Linked DNA regions of Mus musculus: region 2 is linked to region 1. Evidence: chromatin contacts called from public HiChIP or PLAC-seq data. All regions are on one chromosome and are shown on one strand. Each heading gives the region's core, a stretch centred on a gene start, on an enhancer-like site or on the middle of the called end of the contact. The rest is flanking DNA. Distances are from core to core; before and after follow the strand shown.

Region 1 (2,837 bases), core at 178-2,677:
GCACTACCGCCAGCACAATCCGGAGCTGAGAGCTGGGCTTTCGGATGGCTGTGAATCTCTGCTAGGAGTAGAGAAAGGGGTGTGTGTGGTGGTGGTCTGGGGGCTGGCAGAGGGAGAAAATCCACAGAGAATTATGGGGCAGAACTCCCTCTCCCTCTCCCTCTCCCCCTCCCCCTCCTCTCCCCTTCTCCCTCCCCTCCACCTCCCCGCCCCCTCTCTCTCCACTTCTCGATGGACCCTAGAGACTTCCAACCAGTGTCTGGGACTTGACGTGGACCCAGAGACCTACACAAAGCATTTCCCCTGATGGCCACCAGGTGGCACTCTGTGGCCTCCAATGGCTGCTTGTTGTGCTCCGGGCAGTGTGTAGCTTTCTTCAGATTGGTAGTTTATTTTTATTTTTATTTTTATTTTGAGCTGCCTCCAGCACATTTCGGAATTCTCCATTGCAGACAGTCATGCTTCTGTCTGTCTTCCCTGCTTGGTCTCCCCAGCAGGTTTTCCCTTCTTTGGGGGACCCCTTTCCCTGTAACATGTTCACTTTACAATGATGCTACCTCCGAGGTAGAAAACACCTAGCATTCCTTAGAAAGGACCCACTCTGAGCCTCTGAGACAGAAGAGGAGGCCTGGTGCTGCTCTGGGCTCTTGTGGCCTCCTTGTGTCCCTGCCACAGGGAAAAAAAAAGTGTCTCAGCTCCTGATCTCCAGGTGTGGTACCTGCCAACCACCTCTGCCTGCCTGCCTTGGTCTGTCATGCCTTCTAGGTTGACACCCCGAGTCTCTGCAACCTCTGTATTCCCTGAAGACAGCAGAGTGCAAAATGTTTTGGCTAAATGTCATTGAACAGAGCAAAGTAAACAGATGACAGAGATAAGAAAATATTCAAAACTAGAGTGGCTGTGACCATAAAAGAAACAAGGTGTTGTAATGCCCAAGATGATAAAGTCAGACTGGGTGCAGGAGCTGCCTGGAGAGGCTGGGGGGCAGTGTCGATTTACACTGTGGCACAGGCTTTGTCGTGGCACAGGCTTTGTCGGGGCACAGGGGAAAGACACAGGACACTCTGGTGCAGGGCAAGGCGTGCACTGTCGCTTGGAGGCAGAGACAAGAGACGCCAGTGTGGAGCAAAGGCCTCTTGGCTCTAGGGGAGTAGCTGGGGACTCCAATCCCCTCCCCATCCAGTCTGCTTCCGTTCATCCCGGGTCATGTACAAACATCTCTCCCAGAAGTCTCAAGGGGGGACGAGGAGGGGCAACCCATCAATTACTTAACATTGTTTATCTGGGGTGCTGTCTGTGTGGTGTTGGCTATGCGTGTGAAAAGAGAAACAATGAAAAACCAAGTTGGAAAGCACCCGAAGATGGGGATAGTCATTCTGGGCTGGCGTTCATCCTTGGGGGAGTCTAGACAAGGCCACTGAGTCATGTCACTCTCCTAAGGTGGCAGAGGACAGAGATGACCATGTAGTTGGTGGCAGTGGGGTGGGGAAACCTGTGGTAATGACAGTGGCTAACATATGAAACACTAGCCTCATGGCAAACACGTCACAGAACGTGTCTGCCCCTCCCCCTCCCACTGAGGGGGACACTGACCACTGTCCATCTGTACCTCTTAAAGCCAGACAGGGCCTGTCAGGGATGTGCCTGGGACACAGGATTGGGCAGTGCTCCAGGCAAAGATGCCAGTGCTTGAAGGTGGGGCCCTGCTCAGCCACTTGGATGGGCTGAATGGCAGGAGTGAGGCAGCCTCTGAGGGAGAGTTTGCTCCTCGAGCCCAGCTTGGAGGTTCCACGTGGGCAGGATATTTGTTGTAAGAAGCTGGGACAGACAGACAGGGTGGTGCATATCTGTAATCCCAGAGGCAGGGGACCCCAAGTTCCAGACTGCTTGGGCTGCATAATGAGAATCTGTCTTAGGAAGGAGAAGAGGAGGAGGGAGAGGAGGAGAAGAAAGAGGAAGAGGAGGAGAAGGAAGAGGAGGAAGAGGAGGAAGAGGAGGAGGAGGAAGAGGAGGAGGAGGAAGAGGAGGAGGAGGGAGAGGAGGGAGAGGAGGGGAAAGAGGAGAGGAAGAGGAGGGGGAAGATGAGGGGGAAGAGAAGGAGAAGGAGTAGGGAGGGATGGAGAAAAGAGAGATAAGGAAGGATAGGGGAGGAGGGAGAAGGAGACAAAGAGGAAATCACACTGGTTATCGTGGAAATTGTAGGGAAAGAGAAAGAGATGGTGTATATTAACTTTCCCCAAGAGTGAATCTCCTCATCCATGGAGCCTTTTAAGAAGTTTATTTCTGCCGGACGGTGGTGGCGCACACCTTTAATCCCAGCACACCGGAGGCAGAGGCAGGCGGATTTCTGAGTTCGAGGCCAGCCTGGTCTACAAAGTGAGTTTCAGGACAGCCAGGGCTATAGAGAGAAACCCTGTCTTGAAAAACAGAAGAAGAAGAAGAAGAAGAAGAAGAAGAAGAAGAAGAAGAAGAAGAAGAAGAAGAAGAAGAAGAGGAAGAAGAAGAAGAAGAGGAAGAAGAAGAAGAAGAAGAGGAAGAAGTAGTTTATTTCTTCTCCCGACAGCCTTGTAGCAGGCAAAGCAGATGTCAGTACCATTTGACAAGTGAGAAACTGAGTCCCAGGAACAACTCAAGACTGGTTTGGCTCCAGCTCAGAGCCTCCTCCCCCACCTGTTGCCCTGTGGGGAAGGCTCGGTGGGGACCTATTTGACTAGAGCAGAGCAAGCAGGGATGCTCAGTGTTGCCTTCTGAGGTTTCATTGGCCCAAAGTCAAGGGCCTGAAAGTATTAAGTGGAGAATTCCAGAAACAAACAATTACTGAGTTTTAAATTGCACAA
Region 2 (2,776 bases), core at 154-2,653, 500 kb after region 1:
AACAGCAAATTTAGTAACCATGGAAATCCCACTAGCTGGATTTATCTTGCATTTGCCAACTCGAGGGCCATGGTTAATGACAACGGGATGTCTCAAGGTCGTGGTCATACCACTCCAAGATTTCAGAATCAGGGAAACCCAAACCCTATTTTCCAAAAAATTCCTAAAGGCAAAAGCTTTTATGGACAAATAAGGTCCATTCCTCCTGGTGATTGCTTGCCCTGCCCAGTCAAACATCACTTCATGGCCCGTTAGAGACAAAATGGACCAGCTATACAAATCCTGGCGGCCACAACTTGGGCAGTTCAGAAACAGAGAAAATCTATCTGACACACCTAACGTGGGGCCACAATTTTCAATGCAGGAAATGTGTGCCTTGGGCTGAAGCCCCTGGAGCACGTGTACAGTTTTATCAGAAAATGCAGTTCTGTTTTGCTTCTGTACCACCATTCTGAAGTAATACACACCATTGCCCCTAAGAGTTTTTGGTGGAATGGTTAGTACAGAGCCCACTGCCCAAGGCCAGTTCAGTGAATCCTGCTCTGGGTGGCAGACAGCCTGGTTGATCACTAATACATAGTTGCCACTATAGTATCTTGGATTTGTGGTACAATACCAAAAAAACTGGAGTCCCCATGTGGGGATGTCTGCCTCTGGGTCGTAGGACATGCTTCCATTCAGAATCAGTTCATCGGAGAACTTCACGGTTACTCTGGGGGCTCCAAGAAGAACAGCCTTCAGGGGGCGTTTTCTAACCCAAATGTAGATGATATCCGAGCCTGTCACCGTGGGCCAGGCGAGGTCCCACCTGAAGATGGACAGCGTAAAGTTAAACACATACACCCCGTAAGGCAGGGCATATTTGGGGATGTGGAGGGAGAAACCCTTAGACACTGCCACCTGCGGCAAGAGCACAGGTCGGTTCCAATCAGGGGTGTCGTTCACAGAGGCCACCGAAAAGTACACCCAGCTCTTGCGAATGACCAAGGCATCAGGACAGTACCAACGCACAGTGATATTGAGGGTGGCTTCCTCGTCTCTGCTCAGGATAAGGGGAGCGTTCTGGTCCTTCCTGTTGATCTTCACTGGCTGCATGATACAGGGGGCCGTCTGGCAGGACACGTTAGCCTTGGCGGCTGCGGGGTCCGAAGAGTTGACTTTCAGGAGGACGCGTGCAGCTGCGCCCGAGGGACACCTACGGGGCGGCGTAGGGCTGGCGTGGCGCGGGGCTGCACGCGGGGACAGGCCCCCGGTGTCACCGCCCCGGACGCTGCTCTCCGCGCCCTGCCCCAACCCCGGGGCGCCCCTGAGCACGCCCGGCAGCCCGCGAGGGCCGGTGGGTGGCGGCTGGCTGCCTAGACCCAGGCCCAGGCCCAGGAGCAGCAGCGCGGGGCCCGGCCACATGACTCCCCGCCAGGAGCTGCCGGGCGCAACGGCCGTGACGCTGGGCTGGGCCGCGAGCGAGCGTACCGGGAGGGGATGGGCGCGCAGCTCGCCGCGGGGCAGGGGCAGCGTGCTCCGCCACTCCGGAATAAGGCGGTTCACCCGAGGTGTGGGTTCTCTCGGGGACAGTACACTCTCAGGGACAGTGGGGTTCCCAGGGCTAGTGAGTTTAAGGGACAGTATGTTCCCAGGGGCGGTGGGTCCCAAAGGGCAGTGAGTTCCCAGGAACAGTGGGCTCTCAGGGTCATCAAGGATCTCAGGACCAAGGAGAACCACACACAAGGAGAACGTGGGAAGTCACAGAACAATGGGTTTCCAGAGAAGTGGAGATTCTCAGGACCAAGAAGGACATGCTAAGGACAGCAGCATCTCCAGGAAGGTAGGTGCAAGGTAGGTCACTATACACTAGGCGGCAGAGGGGCTCAAGACTGTTTCCAACCACCTCTTTCTTCCCATACTGATGGATCTACTCCAGGATCAGGCCTTGCTAAATGAGTTTAATCCCGTGCTCTGCCGCCCCACCCCCTTCTTTTCTTCTTTTTAAAACTGGACACACCAAGAAAACTTCTTAGCAGAAATTCCTCTCCCACGGGAAAACCGGTTCCAAAATAATGAAGTCTGGAGGGCCTTGCCAGCCCCCTCAGACCAGTGCAGGGATATCTGACACTTGGTTGTTTGGGGAAAGGGGGCGTGGAGGTGGGGTTGTTGGTTAGGTTTGGGTTGGTTGTTATTGGTTTGGTTTGTTTTTTCCCTTTCCTTCACTTTTAAATGTATTGTTTGCTTATTTGTTTGTTTGTTTGTTTGTTTATTTGTTTGTTTTAGACTGTGTCAACTGGAGATTCTTCAGCTTCAGCCTCTTAGGTGGTAGATCACAAGTGTGTACTACCTAACCTAGCTAAAAAGAACGAACCTAGCTAAAAAGAACTGTGTAGTTTAAAAGGGAGAAGTTACTGAAGATCAAACCTTGGGTCTCCAGGAATGATGGCCATACCCCTGAGCTGCAGCCGAGGCTCTAGTTTCCTAACTTGACATTTTGGCTCAAAGATGGAGCCTTTCGTCCTAGTCCTCCTCCTCCTCCTCCTCCTCCTCCTCCTCTTCCTCCTCTTCTTCCTCCTCTTCTTCCTCCTCTTCTTCCTCCTCTTCCTCTTCTTCTTACTTCTTCCTTCTCCTACTGTGTTTAAAACTATAAAGTCCCTACTATACAGTATTTAAGTACATCCTACACGCTTATTGTATTTTTGGCCATCTTTCCTTTAAAATATTTCTAATTCTCCTAGTATTTTGTTTGTACCCGTATATTCCAAAGGGTGTTGTTAGTTGCAAGCATTTGGAG

What was found. HiChIP or PLAC-seq counts read pairs in DNA pulled down with a chosen protein or histone mark.
Region 2: a contact with region 1 is called in an H3K27ac HiChIP or PLAC-seq map of acute myeloid leukemia, with 5 times the contacts expected there. The contact joins the promoter of Pkdrej here to the enhancer-like site in region 1. A contact is called at or near these places in 12 of 39 promoter capture datasets (the 3T3-L1 cell line, 3T3-L1-derived adipocytes, the C10 cell line and 7 more) and 5 of 115 datasets of contacts at active chromatin or transcription factors (the SCID.adh cell line, acute myeloid leukemia, bone marrow-derived macrophages and 1 more).

Annotation. Positions count from the first base shown.
Region 1 is chr15:85,315,519-85,318,355 of GRCm38.p6, forward strand. No RefSeq gene overlaps it. Among named protein-coding and RNA genes, the nearest start is that of Gm34337, 4.0 kb to the left of the region's middle. Within about 2 kb of position 1,428, at least 7 of the 459 cell types and tissues checked have an H3K27ac peak or open chromatin away from gene starts, as enhancers often do.
Region 2 is chr15:85,820,330-85,823,105 of GRCm38.p6, forward strand. Pkdrej (polycystin (PKD) family receptor for egg jelly) reads right to left here and starts at 1,404. Exons shown (of 1, transcript NM_011105.2): 1 at 1-1,404. The coding sequence starts at 1,404.